2 separate regions of the Anser cygnoides genome follow, and region 2 is linked to region 1. Evidence: chromatin contacts called from public Hi-C data. All regions are on one chromosome and are shown on one strand. Each heading gives the region's core, a stretch centred on a gene start, on an enhancer-like site or on the middle of the called end of the contact. The rest is flanking DNA. Distances are from core to core; before and after follow the strand shown.

Region 1 (6,593 bases), core at 1,867-4,366:
CATCTCTACTGGAAACAGAGCATTTTTATTCCCATAATTCAATGATTTACCCTATTTCTTTTAATGGACTTAAAACATGTAAGTAAGATGTAGTTATTTTGGGAAGTTCTGTTGAATTCTTTCTTCCTTATTCTGAAACATTGCCTACAAGAAGTTAGGAACTACAGCACATCAGGCAAAAGGCAAAATTACCCAAAAGTTAGCTTTTTTTTTTTTTAAATACTTCAGAAGTGGAAGAAATCATCTAATTTTTGTGACAGTATGGCTTTTTATATTAGGAAAGCCAAAGATCCTCATCGCATTCATCCTGTACTGGAGCTAGGTTCCCAGTATAATCTGCACACAGCAGCGTTCCAGCAGTCATGAATCACACATGCTTACTGAAGCTAACAAGAAAATCACCTTAAAAAAGTAGACAGTACAGATAATTAACGCAGTGAAGTTGTTCTTCCTCATGTTTTAACTTGACCACAATAAATCACCACAATGGTTTGCAAACATTTACTTCATTTTACTGCATTACCTTCCCTATTCTAACATGAAATCACCTTCCATCTTTTACCAATGATTTCATCTCCCTTCCCCTGCTGAACATTCCCCTCCCCACTTTTTCTGAAAGAAACTTACACTTTAAATGTAATTTAATACATACGCACCCGCCTTCTTTCTTTCATTTAAGTGTGAAAAGAAAACAGCATCAGCACAAAGGCATTTATTTAAAACCACTAAAATTTCAGCATAGGATTATCTGTGATGCAGGAGTGAAGCACCACCTCCTCTCATAACATCCAGGGGAAAAAAAAAAAAAAAGCCCTACCAAAAATAAACTTTTAACACAGATTAAGCCTACCGTGCCAATAGCCTACGCAGCTAGTCTGCTAAAGCAGATAAATATTTAAAACAGAACATAACTACCTAAGGGGCATTAAGTGATTTGTAAAAAGAACACCAAAACCTCAAAATGTTTTAACACTCACAATGTAATCCAGCCCACAGAATGCCACAAAACATTACTGAGTTTAAGAGGGTAGCATAATGAAAAAGTTAGAACGGCTATTTACCAAGGTGGTATCACAGTAACATAGACTAGGCATTCAATAACATGAAAAACATTGTTTTTCCACAGATGAGCTGCTCTGTGGAAAACGACTGCCAAGCAAAGTAACTGGCACACATACTTCAGGGTTTTTCACTTCTAGGGATTCCACTACTAACCATCCTGGCAGTTTGTTCTGCTCTATGCAACATCAGTCATGCATTTCCCGCATCAAGCCTTCACAAACCTATGAAAATAAACCTTTGTCTTGACCGATACGAAACAAGGAGTAATCTAACAAGTCTTGTGGCAAACCACTTAACTTCCCACTTTACTTCCAGCTGAATTCGGCCACCTTTAAATTCTATCTCATGGACCTTTTTATGACTCGAGTACACTCTGCAGCTGTGGTATGTTCCTAGATAAACACGATGACTTCAGGCTTTCCCCAGTTTGCCAATTTTAAATGTTGCCCTAAGCAGGAGAGATCACTGCATAATGGTGCAAATCTACTGGCAACAGGTCTGTTTTTTTTTCAGATTACCCCTTCCTAGTCAACTAGGGTCTGTGCAAGAGACTGAAAAATCCTTTATGTAACAAATACCGTTGAATTCTCCAAACATAGAAAGTGACTGTACCTACATACAACCTTCAAAACTTTGCAGCGGTTTCTTTCTGAGCTGCCAGGAATACGCCCACATCATTTTACGAGCATTAACATGCACGCTTGAGTGGTTCTACTACTGATTTCAGTAATGACCCGAGTAAGGATATTGCTGCCTTTTAACTAAATCTTCTCACTTGCACATCTAAGGATTATGCATTGCTGAGGGCCCTTGTTAATTTAGTTATGCTTGTACTTTCAAAAACACTGCTTCCCACGATAATAGTTTTCCTTTTTACAGTCAGTATTTTCTACTCTATGAGCATTAATTTGGATGCTTTATTGATTATTGGTGATGTTAAGTCAATGAGAAATAATATCATATCTTCCCTTTCAACACACTGTGTGCGTGGGAGCACCCAAAACTTCACATCTAATTTAAAGGAATAATTGCTTTTACATTCCAGACGAGTTCCTAACACTTAAATTACCCCCCTGATGCTTTGGTTTGTGACCTGAAGTTTAGCCTTACAGCCTGTCCTCTAACACAAAACCATTTCGGCAGAATTCAGCCGTTCAGATAACACTCCTAGACCTCCATCTCCAAGCTGAGGTGACATGCCCCGTGTAGTAATTAAGTTTTATGAAAACAAAACTACGCGCGGAGCACCACGGCTCCGGGTTCAGGAGAACCAACGCTCAACCCAGCGCACGTTTAACTCCTAAAACCGACTCCCTCAGCGGCTGCTGCCCACAAACACCTGGCTCGGCACCCCCAGCAGCACCACACGACCGAATTCCTCACAGAAAGCCCCAGACGCGGCCCGGGAGGAGGCACCGAGCGGGACCCGGCCTCTCCGGCCGCCCTCCCGGGGGCTGAGGGTGCACGGCCGGCCCTGTGAGGGGATCACTCACCCGGGGCCCCGGGGCCCTCGCCGCCGGCCCGCCGGCCTCCCGCCGGCCCCAGGCTGTTGACGATGTAGTGCGAGACGCGGGAGCTCTCGGAAACCGACAGCACGAAGTCCCCCGGGATGGTGCCGGAGTCGCGCACCAGGAAGGTGCCGTGGCGCTGCCCCTGAAGCAACGACACCGCCTCGGCCCGGCTCAGCCGCCCCCAGTACCAGCTCGCCCGGTCCTCGGCGTCGAACTGCCCGGCCATGGGGGCCGCCCTCGCTGCTGCCGCCGCGCCCCCCCCCCCCCGGCCCGGCCCGGCCCCGCCGTGCCCCCTCTCCGCGCCCAGCCCCGCCACCCAAAATGGCGGCCCCGGCCCTGACCTCACCTACCGGACGTGACGGCGCGCGGGGGGACGCGGGGAAGGAGGCGCGTCATCTGCACGCGCGGCCGGGGGGGGAGAAGGGGAGAGGGAGGGGGGAGTTGGGGTGGTGCGGGTGTGTGAGGGGCTGAGAGGGGCTGAGGGGGGCTGAGAGGGGCTGAGGGGGGCTGAGGAGGGCTGAGAGGGGCTGAGGAGGGCTGAGAGGGGCTGAGGAGGGCTGAGAGGGGCTGAGGAGGGCTGAGAGGGGCTGAGGAGGGCTGAGAGGGGCTGAGGAGGGCTGAGAGGGGCTGAGGAGGGCTGAGAGGGGCTGAGGAGGGCTGAGAGGGGCTGAGGAGGGCTGAGAGGGGCTGAGGAGAACAGGGGGCTTAAGCTGAGGGGGGCTGACAGGAGCTGAGGAGGGTTGAAGGGAGTGGGTGCTTGGGGGGCTGAGGAGACCTTGAGGTGGGGCTGAGGAGACCTTGAGGGGGGCAGGCACCCGAGGAGCTGAGGGGAGCTGGAAGTGTTGACAGGAGCACTGAGGGGAGCAGGGGGCTGAGGGGAACAGAGGGCAGCGGACTTGTCTCTGCAGCTGGTGCATCCCGTTAGGAGGCAGGAGGAAGGCAGGGTAACCCCCTGAGTGTCCCAATCCCCTCTTGGCTTCCCAGCTTCTGTGGCTGGCTGAGATCACTTGTGTGAAGCCAGGCTTGTCCGCGCCCGTGGCAGGCGCTAGGGATACAGCTCGCTGTCTTCTTCCCTTCAGAGCTGCACCAGCAGTTCCTGTCCTCGTCTTCCCTGCCAGCTGTATGTTCCCACCCCACGGTTGTGCCAGCACAGCTGTTTTCATGGGGCTGAATCGAGCCAATGAGCTGTTCTAGGTTAAAAATAGCTCTGCAAAAGAAAAAGCGTATTTTTACCCAGAAGAGTTCACTGACCGTGTTACCGCAGGGGCCTGCAAACAGAGAATTGCTTAACTTCCACTGGTGCCACAGAGGAATGTGGATGTGTGCACGTGGACAACTAAGAATGATGTCTATAAGGATGGAGCAATATTTAACCATTTTAGATTGTTCTCCAGGCTATCCAAGTTCCAGAGTAAAGTCTTTAGAGTCTGGATAAATGTGTATTGAATTCTGTTCCAGCTCTGCTCAATTCTGAGAGCTTTTTCCAGAAAGGAATGTGTTTTTTCATCTGTGTGGCCTCCATGTGGCAGCACTTGCATAAACATAACGTTAGAGCATAGCTGTCCTTAACTGTGAGGGTGCTGTGTTCCTGCCTGGCTGACAGCATCTTTGCTTCCTTGTAGGATGCTTTGAAGCCGCGTATCTCTCATGAACAGGACTTTGGTATCCTGTCAGTTAACTAGGCTTGTATCAACCTCGACAATATCCCAATGAGAAAATATTCTGTCTTACAGGTGGGAGGCTGCAGTTCACCAAATACATAGGAAAACACCAGGTGCTTGACTTCTGCTTATCTGATGGTTTAACAAATGAACATCCTTCCTCTGCTGATCCCGTTCTCTCTCCAGATGGACTGTAGGTAGGAGCCAGTCATAATCTATTTAGAACCTAGTCCTAGTTTCCCTGGTGACATGTGGAGTTTGTTAGCCAGTTGCAGAAATAGCACACTTCCGTGCTCAGTTTTTTTCTCAGATTTGAAAAGCTGCAGATTCTTGTTGAGGGCCCAGGCTGCTAGGAGAGTTAAATCACAGCAGCAAGAAAGCACGTCCATTCTGGTTAGTGGTTCAAACAGACTTCAAACAAAACAAAACTTTCTTACAATGGTAAAATTCACTGTTTTTCTGACTTCTGCTAGACACTGTAAAAAAAAGTCCCCTGTTGACTGAGGGCCTGCAGACTTTTATTTTCTTGTCTTGCAAGTCCCCATCTTTGTACCCCATCTCCCCATGTTTTCAGCTGAACCACAAAACTACAGGAGTTGGTGGAGGGTTTCATCAGATTTTCTGCTGCAAGCAGTTCGGAATCTTATTGCAAGAGTTCCCTCTGGTGGTCAGTGATGGGGAAATGCATAATATTTCCCTCCTGAAAGAAGCTCCTTTTGCTACTTTTATGTTGAAATAATTTCTTGTTCAATCACTCACTATCCTTCATTATTTTTAACAGCCTTTCCTTACTTAGGGCTTCTCCAGATAACAACCTTTTCCAAATTCATTTTTCTTTCCATAATTAACACTTATATTCCACTCCATTAACACGCCCTTCCACTCATCAGTAGGTTACTACCATTGACCCATCCCTTCTGCACAGAGGCTACAATAAAGGTGGAGCCCTTCTGCACCAACGTGCATTTCTACACGGGCCCTTTCACAAGCAGAAGATTGCAGTCTGAGCTGAGAGGCCAGACAGATCTTGGCCCTAGACTCGGAAGAATCCATGGTTAATAACAAGATTCTGAAAGAAGCTGTAAAATATCAAGAGAATATTCCACTCACCTACCTGGCAGTAAAAGCCCCAGTCCTGGTTTTCCTCTCCTGATTTGATTGTTCCTACCAGTCAGGCTAGGGATGATTTTCTCCTAAGGAGCAATAGAACTTTGGCAACTGATCTAAAGCCACAGTTTATCAGTAGAAAGTTTCTTGCTGAGTTCAATGAGCAAGTCTCGAAATCGTGCCAAGCAGAGGGGGTTGTAGTACGGCTGTGTAGCAATGGTCTGTCCTGGGCAATATTCACGGATGTTGAAATAAGGAAATGTCTGGGTTAATTAAAGGCTTCACCTGCACTCTAATAGCAGCAGTGCAAGGCAACCTGTTGTTACAGAATCTTGCCCCATCTATTACTTTGAAGGGTTAGTTTTGTAAATCTGGGCTAGATCACACATCAGTACTGTGTTCTACTTCTGAAATGAAAACTAAAAAGAGGAGAAGGTGCATGTTTTACTTTCTTTTCTCTATCACCTCAAGAAATGGCATTTCTGCCGCAGAAATGTTTCCTCTAGCAATTATTTCAGAATCTGCTGCTCACAGTGGGTTTCGATGTCCTGTTTACTACTGGTGTTCACATTATATGTACGGGGCCTCTGCTGTAACCATTCACATCTGGCTTGGAAGTGTCACCTGTGCTCGTGGTTCCTGCCAGATGCTGGCTATGTGATGTCAGCCACAAAGATAGCTCTGGCAAATGCAACTCAAATTAACTATTCTGAAAAGATCTGTGTGCAGACACTGTTAAAAATAAATAAGCCTGGAGTGCGTGATCAGTAGCAAGAAGATATATTAGTCCCACTGGATTATGTATAATGGAAGGAGCCTTTTTATTACCAGAAGCAAATTTTGTTCACGCCATACTCAAGATTTGCTGTTGAATTTTACTGGGAAGTACCATCAATTCAGAGAGAAAGTGACACAAAACAGAGCGTGCTGGAGGGGGTTGCTTTGAGAACTTGCAGAAGTGAGGAACGGAGCAGTCTGAAACTGAGCGGGGTCACACAGCCAGAGAAATATTAGGAATTCGTAATGAAATTGGCTGGCTGGGAATGCCAAGTGGGGTGATATTTGCCAGGTGACTGAGCTGAGGAAGTGCAGCTGTAGAGCGATCGGTTGTGGTGTTACGCCACAGCTGGGGAAATGCTGCTGCTGTTGGAGTCAGGCGTTGGGATGGGTTGTACAGGGAGGTGGTGGCATCACCGTCTCTGGGGGTGTTCAAGGAAAGGTTGGACGTGGTGCTTAGGGACATGGTTTAGCA
Region 2 (5,693 bases), core at 2,202-4,701, 37 kb before region 1:
GAGGTCTGTCCACACAGCGAATTGTCACAGGTGTTCAGTTTTACTTTATAGTTGCCCCTGGGCGAGGTGCATGCAATGCCTCCTGCACAGGTCTTTGCCTGTTTCTACTACAACAGGGAGAAGTTTAACATACTCCAGCTGGTGCCATAACACATGCAAGATTAAGCTAATTGACAAGAAACTGAAAAAAATGTTTTCTTCAGAGTTATCTTTAGCCATGTGACATGGTACTATCTTAAGGGCAATAAACAAAAACTGTCCATTCAAAAAAATTCATTTGCAATAAATCCAGTCAAATGAGACCAATGACTTCAGCACAGAATCAGAATGCCTGCTCAGAGCATGTCCAGATTCAGAATTACCACCAGGTACAATGCAAGGTAGAGTTTTGAAGAAGTGGCCTAGGAACACAAGATATGTGACATTCAAAAACAAAATTTACATTTAGAATTATGAAACATGTAATTTAAAAGAAGAACGCAGAGGCCCTAACTGAGGAAGATTATTAGATCTGAGCATGCTCTAGCCAATGCACTTAAGCAAATACTCCTGTAACAGGCGACAGTAAGAGTACTTTTCATGCCCAAATAGTCTTAATATCCATCCAGGTATGCGCTCAATTCCCAAACACGTAAGTTACTTTGGATCTTGGTTATGCGTATGGGACCTGGGTAACAGGTCACAAATTGGCAGAACATCGCTTAGCCCTGGAATGGAGTCAAAGATACAAGCAATTTTATCAGCAGCAAAGTAGTGACAGAGGCAAGCATGATTAGTGATCAGAAGAAAACTGACGTTGAAAAGTTCATTGAGCCATGACGAGGACTTACAAAGTAGAGTTTTTAGGAAATGAACAGTTGGACTTTCCTTTAGGAATCTATACAGCAGGAAAGAAGGGGAAAATAGGAATCATATGAAGACGACATTACAAGCGTGAAGTAAACAGCTTGTCTATGACATGGTTAAAAGATACAGTACATGGGATGGAAAAGTGTAGCAGCTGAGTAATACTACCCAATTTCAGAGAGACATTCACCACAATCTACATAACTGAAATAAAGCATTAGGCAAGAGCTCAATGAAAAAGGAACTAGCCTCTTAAAAGCCTTCCCATCTCCTCAGGAGACTGGTAATAATGACCATCTTTGTGAATGCCACAATTAACTTTTACCTATCTTCAAAGGCTCTAACCCAGTTTGAAAATAGAGTTCTAGAAGCAACACTTTCCAACGCACTCAGTGAGCGTATTATGATGTTACAAGGAAAAGAAAATTCAGCTTTTCACCTGTGGCTGTACACATTACACAGACATTGTATTCTTTGGGAACCTGAAGACTGAAGAACTGCAGTAGTTCAGCAGCTCTGCAGTATGTTTAGTTTGTAGTCCTCATCCTGCTGGTGCCATGCATCAAAAACAGTACCTAAGATATTCTGAACTACTTCAGGAAGGACAAAAATAGTTATTCTCTAGACTACGGAGCTAATGAGGAAATAAGAAATTTGAATGTGGATTACTCAATAAGTAAGTTTTAAAAGCCTCTGTAAATAACCTCGCTAACTTCTGTGAAATGCGATGTTAGTCAGCTCACGTGTAAATCGAGGTAGCTTTTGGAAGACGTTCTAATTCTACTACCTTGCATTAGCAATCCAGCCTCATTGCTTCACTGAAATAACCACCTTGCTGTTTGTTCCCAAAGAACACCGCGATATTTGGCTCCATTAAAAAATTAAAAGGTCAGATTTTAATTGTGTGCACTGGGGATACATTTTTCCCCTAGCCACAGCACGGAAGGCATCTAATACCTGCAATGCTTAGAGACACTGCTCTACAGATCCACCTGGGCAATATATATATCTAAGGGTACAGAATCATATAATGTTGCACCTTTGAAAACAACACAGGGTCCCTTGCAAGAGACTGCACTAAGATGTCAGCTACCCTACAAGCCAAGACCCAGCATGTGTACAGTCTTCTGCCCCCCAGTTCTGTCTAAAGCCCAAAGAAATAGGGGTAAAATTTGAATTGCAGCATTAATACTCATGGTACATGTCTGCTGCCATTCCCAGAGCTTGAAGTGAACAATGCTTAAAAGAAACCATCAGCCCCCACTGACCAAGTGGCAGCAGGCAGTAAGAAGGTAATGAGATTCCACCATTGCTTTCAGACACTACGCCAGTAAAGTACTCCAAAGTAAAGCTACCTGACTACTGCCACACAACAAGTAACAACTTACACTAAAAAATTTACAGACTTATCTGAAGTCAAGTTGGAATATTGTTTTAGACCTCTGTTAATACTCTAATAAACAGGCCAGATTTTCTTCTCCTAAAATTTAAGTAAAGAAATCTAGCTTTTTTTTTACAGGTCTATCCAGAACCTAATTTTTGCAGAAGGAAACACAAGTTTAATCTTTCTACATAAAGAACATTTAATTCACTAATAAGCAAAACAAGGCAAACTCAAAATTTCTTTCACATAGAACATTAAATGTAAGTGGAAATAAAGTCCATTCAGAACATCAGAAATACTTATGTGAGTAACTATCAGATGTTAGTAAAGAGAAGCAATCAGTGCCCCACCCTCAGATACTGCCAGAGGATATATTTGCTCTTTGCTCTGGCAATAGCCCATTTCCAGAGTCACAACCTCGCATCTGCTGGGAGTAGTTAAACAAAAAGAGCTTTCCAAACATCAAGTAGCAAATTTAGACTTTTCTAAGCATTCACTCTTTTGTCCTGTAACAGAATTACAGAATCCCTGTTCATCTTCATACTCGATTCTTCATAAAAGATACAGGGATTGCCATGATGGCAGTAAACAATCTTGTACTGAAAAGCTAACAGAAACATTAAGTGACCTGAAAAGGGAACTAGATCATTTGCAATACTTCCTCCTGCACTGGAACTTGATATCTGGCTGAAATGACAACTGTAAGATGAACATGACAAGCCACAAAAGACAGATAATTAAGTGAAGTCACTGCTTTAAAATAATCACTGATGTTTAGAATGGTACTAATTACATCTCCTTTCTTCAAGTATGAAGCTGAAAAACTTCTCAGTAGAACTTGCTGTCACCCCATCAATACATCCCATGTTAAGGACAGAAGTTCAGAAAGGTCGATTATTAAGAATGACAGCAACGAAACACCAAATCAATCTAAAATCTACACATCTCTGCTTTGTTTTCTGAGTAGAGCTCAGGGGACAGCAGCACCTTCGAGTGGCGTTTACTTACCATCACCCTGCATGTCTGAAGTCCATAGTGTCAGATTATCACGTAACAACTGCATGATAAGTGTAGAGTCCTTATAGCTTTCTTCACTCAGCGTATCCAGTTCTGCAATAGCATCATCAAAAGCTGCTTTCGCCAACCTATAAGCACAAAGTCAGACTTAATACATATCGTGAAAGAATTCTGAAGTCAACACCTCAGAACACCTATTTTCATGTAGCCACCTAGACATGCATAGCCTCTTTTTAAAAAATATTATTTAAAAGTGTTCAGATGTTTGGATAAACATCTCCAGTCTTCAAAAAAAATCGACTACTTTGCATGACTAAGAACAGTAACTATTTACTCAAGAATTTGGGGTTTATTAAATGTTTCTACATCTCACAATAGAACTGATCAACATCTGCTAAAAGCTTTAAAAAGTTACATAACCTGCAGAGACAGAAATAGAGGGAAGTCTTTGCTTCATTCCTCACTTCTATGCTCATACAAGCTAAATACCGAAAGATCAGCATAATTACAAAAGCTCATCTATACCACTAATTCCTCTGACCATGACACCTCTTACCATGTGTAGGAGCCAGCACCAAGAGAGGCAAGCTAAATTACCTCACACTTTTTGCACAGTAATGGTGAGCATAGAGTTAACATGGCAAGTTGTCAAGCTGCCACTGGTTCATTGGTCCAAGGTTATTACTGCTTCTCGTACATAACCTACTCCCAGATAAACAAATTCATCTGGATTCAAAAGGATACAAAAGTTCAAAGCCTTTCCAATGGTGTAACCTCAAACAGCAGGAAAAAAGCCAGCACAGTGTTGTTTTTTTTTTTTTGTTGTTGCATTAAAGTCATTCTCTAACTAGCAACCACTTTTGGCTTGTTTGGTGTTCACGTAAGTTTCCCCCATCTCCCCAGTCACTACCTACCTGCAGGCACGATCAGGAGAATTAAGAATTTCATAGTAGAATACAGAGAAGTTGAGGGCAAGTCCTAAGCGGATAGGATGTGTTGGCGGGAGTTCTGTCATTGCAATATCACTAGCAGCCTTGTAAGCCACCAAGCTATTCTCTGCAGCCTCCTTCCTGTCATTTCCTGTGGCAAACTCAGCCAGATACCTATGGTAGTCCCCCTTCCTGAAAAACAAGGATAGAACAAACAATAAGTCATTAGTCCTTATTTCCACACCAGCCACTAAAGTGCTTAGTTCTACAAGTCATTTTGTACATTCACACACAAAAGGACTACTACTGCTGAATTACTGCCCAGGCAACAGGGCCTTAGCACCTAAGCACATTTTAAACCATCAAGCGGGAGAAGGTTTGATTTTTCTTTTGTTGCGTTAGTACAGGATATTATAGTATTGGCTGTTCTAGCCTGAAAAAACCCACCATGCATCACTACTTTACTCCCGTTATCTACTCCAGATACAACAAGAAGTTCACCTCCCAAGGCAACACTCACATTTTGTAATAGAAAACCTTGGACTCGCCAGTGTTAGCTGCTGGAATGAGGTGTTTGTCCAGTACATCCAGAATGTCACAACAGATTAACTTCAGTTCAGTCTCAACCTTAAAAAAAACACAAAGAGGCAGCAAGGTTAGCACAGAAGACTAAAGGCCTGTCTCAAAAATATTTAATATCAAACAGGTGGCATCATAAATACCCAAGGAGGGGGAAGACAAAAAACAGGACAGATTCAGCTGTCCACAGGTACATTAAGCAAAACAGTACTGGGTAGTTAGCTGGCAGACAGAAGATGCAAGGACTGATGTATGATGAAATGCGTAACTGAATAACGGAATTATAAATTCCCTGGGAAACATCTTGCTAGACAGTTGCATTATGTCTGTCTCAGCATATAACTGCTTACTGCATGACTTGCACAACTCCTAATGCCTCACGTTTTTGATCCTGGAAGGCCCTGAAGTGGCAATGGTGAAGGAAACAATTTGAAGGTAGTTAAGACAGGTCAGCTGAACTCCATTTCACCCCCAGTTACATTACACATTCAGAACAGGTTTCCACTGGCTACTTGGGAGGCCAAGTACTAGCAGAAAAGCCCTAAGACAAAAATCATGTAATATTAGAACACAACAGATGTGTCACAGACAAAAAAAGGTCAGATACAAGGGGAAAACAAATTACAGAAAAAAATACAAGCTTCAGAAGCAGGCAATAAAAAAGCAAAGCATAGCAGTTCATAACAAAGAAAAAAGCAGAAACCATCAACACTAACAGTGAGGTCAGTGGTCAAAGAAAACAATATATTAAGTCTTATTTAAAATCAGTTACTGGATTTTAATAGCCAAAATTGAAAACATGGTCACATCACTTTTTTTCCTGCTTTGGAATAAAAAAAGCAAGGTCTACAAGATTAGATTCTACCATAGAAAGCTTCATACCTGAAAGCAAACTAAACACCTTCGAAAAAAAGCTAAAAGCTCTTTTTTGACATCTA

Evidence for each region. A called contact is a pair of places that touch in the nucleus more often than the background predicts.
Region 2: a Hi-C map of liver shows a contact between it and region 1, with 4 times the contacts expected there. The contact joins the enhancer-like site here to the promoter of NCBP3 in region 1. A contact is called at or near these places in 4 of 7 Hi-C or Micro-C datasets (granulosa cells and liver).

The regions. Positions count from the first base shown.
Region 1 is chr18:7,233,538-7,240,130 of Taihu_goose_T2T_genome, reverse strand. NCBP3 (nuclear cap binding subunit 3) reads left to right here and starts at 3,116. Exons shown (of 19, transcript XM_066979898.1): 1 at 3,116-3,693; 2 at 4,307-4,431. It overlaps CRK (CRK proto-oncogene, adaptor protein), which reads right to left and starts at 2,884. Exons shown (of 3, transcript XM_048068027.2): 1 at 2,556-2,884. The coding sequence starts at 2,799.
Region 2 is chr18:7,271,324-7,277,016 of Taihu_goose_T2T_genome, reverse strand. It overlaps YWHAE (tyrosine 3-monooxygenase/tryptophan 5-monooxygenase activation protein epsilon), which reads right to left. Exons shown (of 7, transcript XM_048068029.2): 3 at 4,697-4,803; 4 at 4,162-4,368; 5 at 3,239-3,375; 6 at 831-877. The coding sequence ends at 870. Among named protein-coding and RNA genes, the nearest start is that of YWHAE, 17 kb to the right of the region's middle. Within about 2 kb of position 3,451, at least 1 of the 3 cell types and tissues checked has open chromatin away from gene starts, as enhancers often do. A contact at or near this core is called in liver, where this site is marked.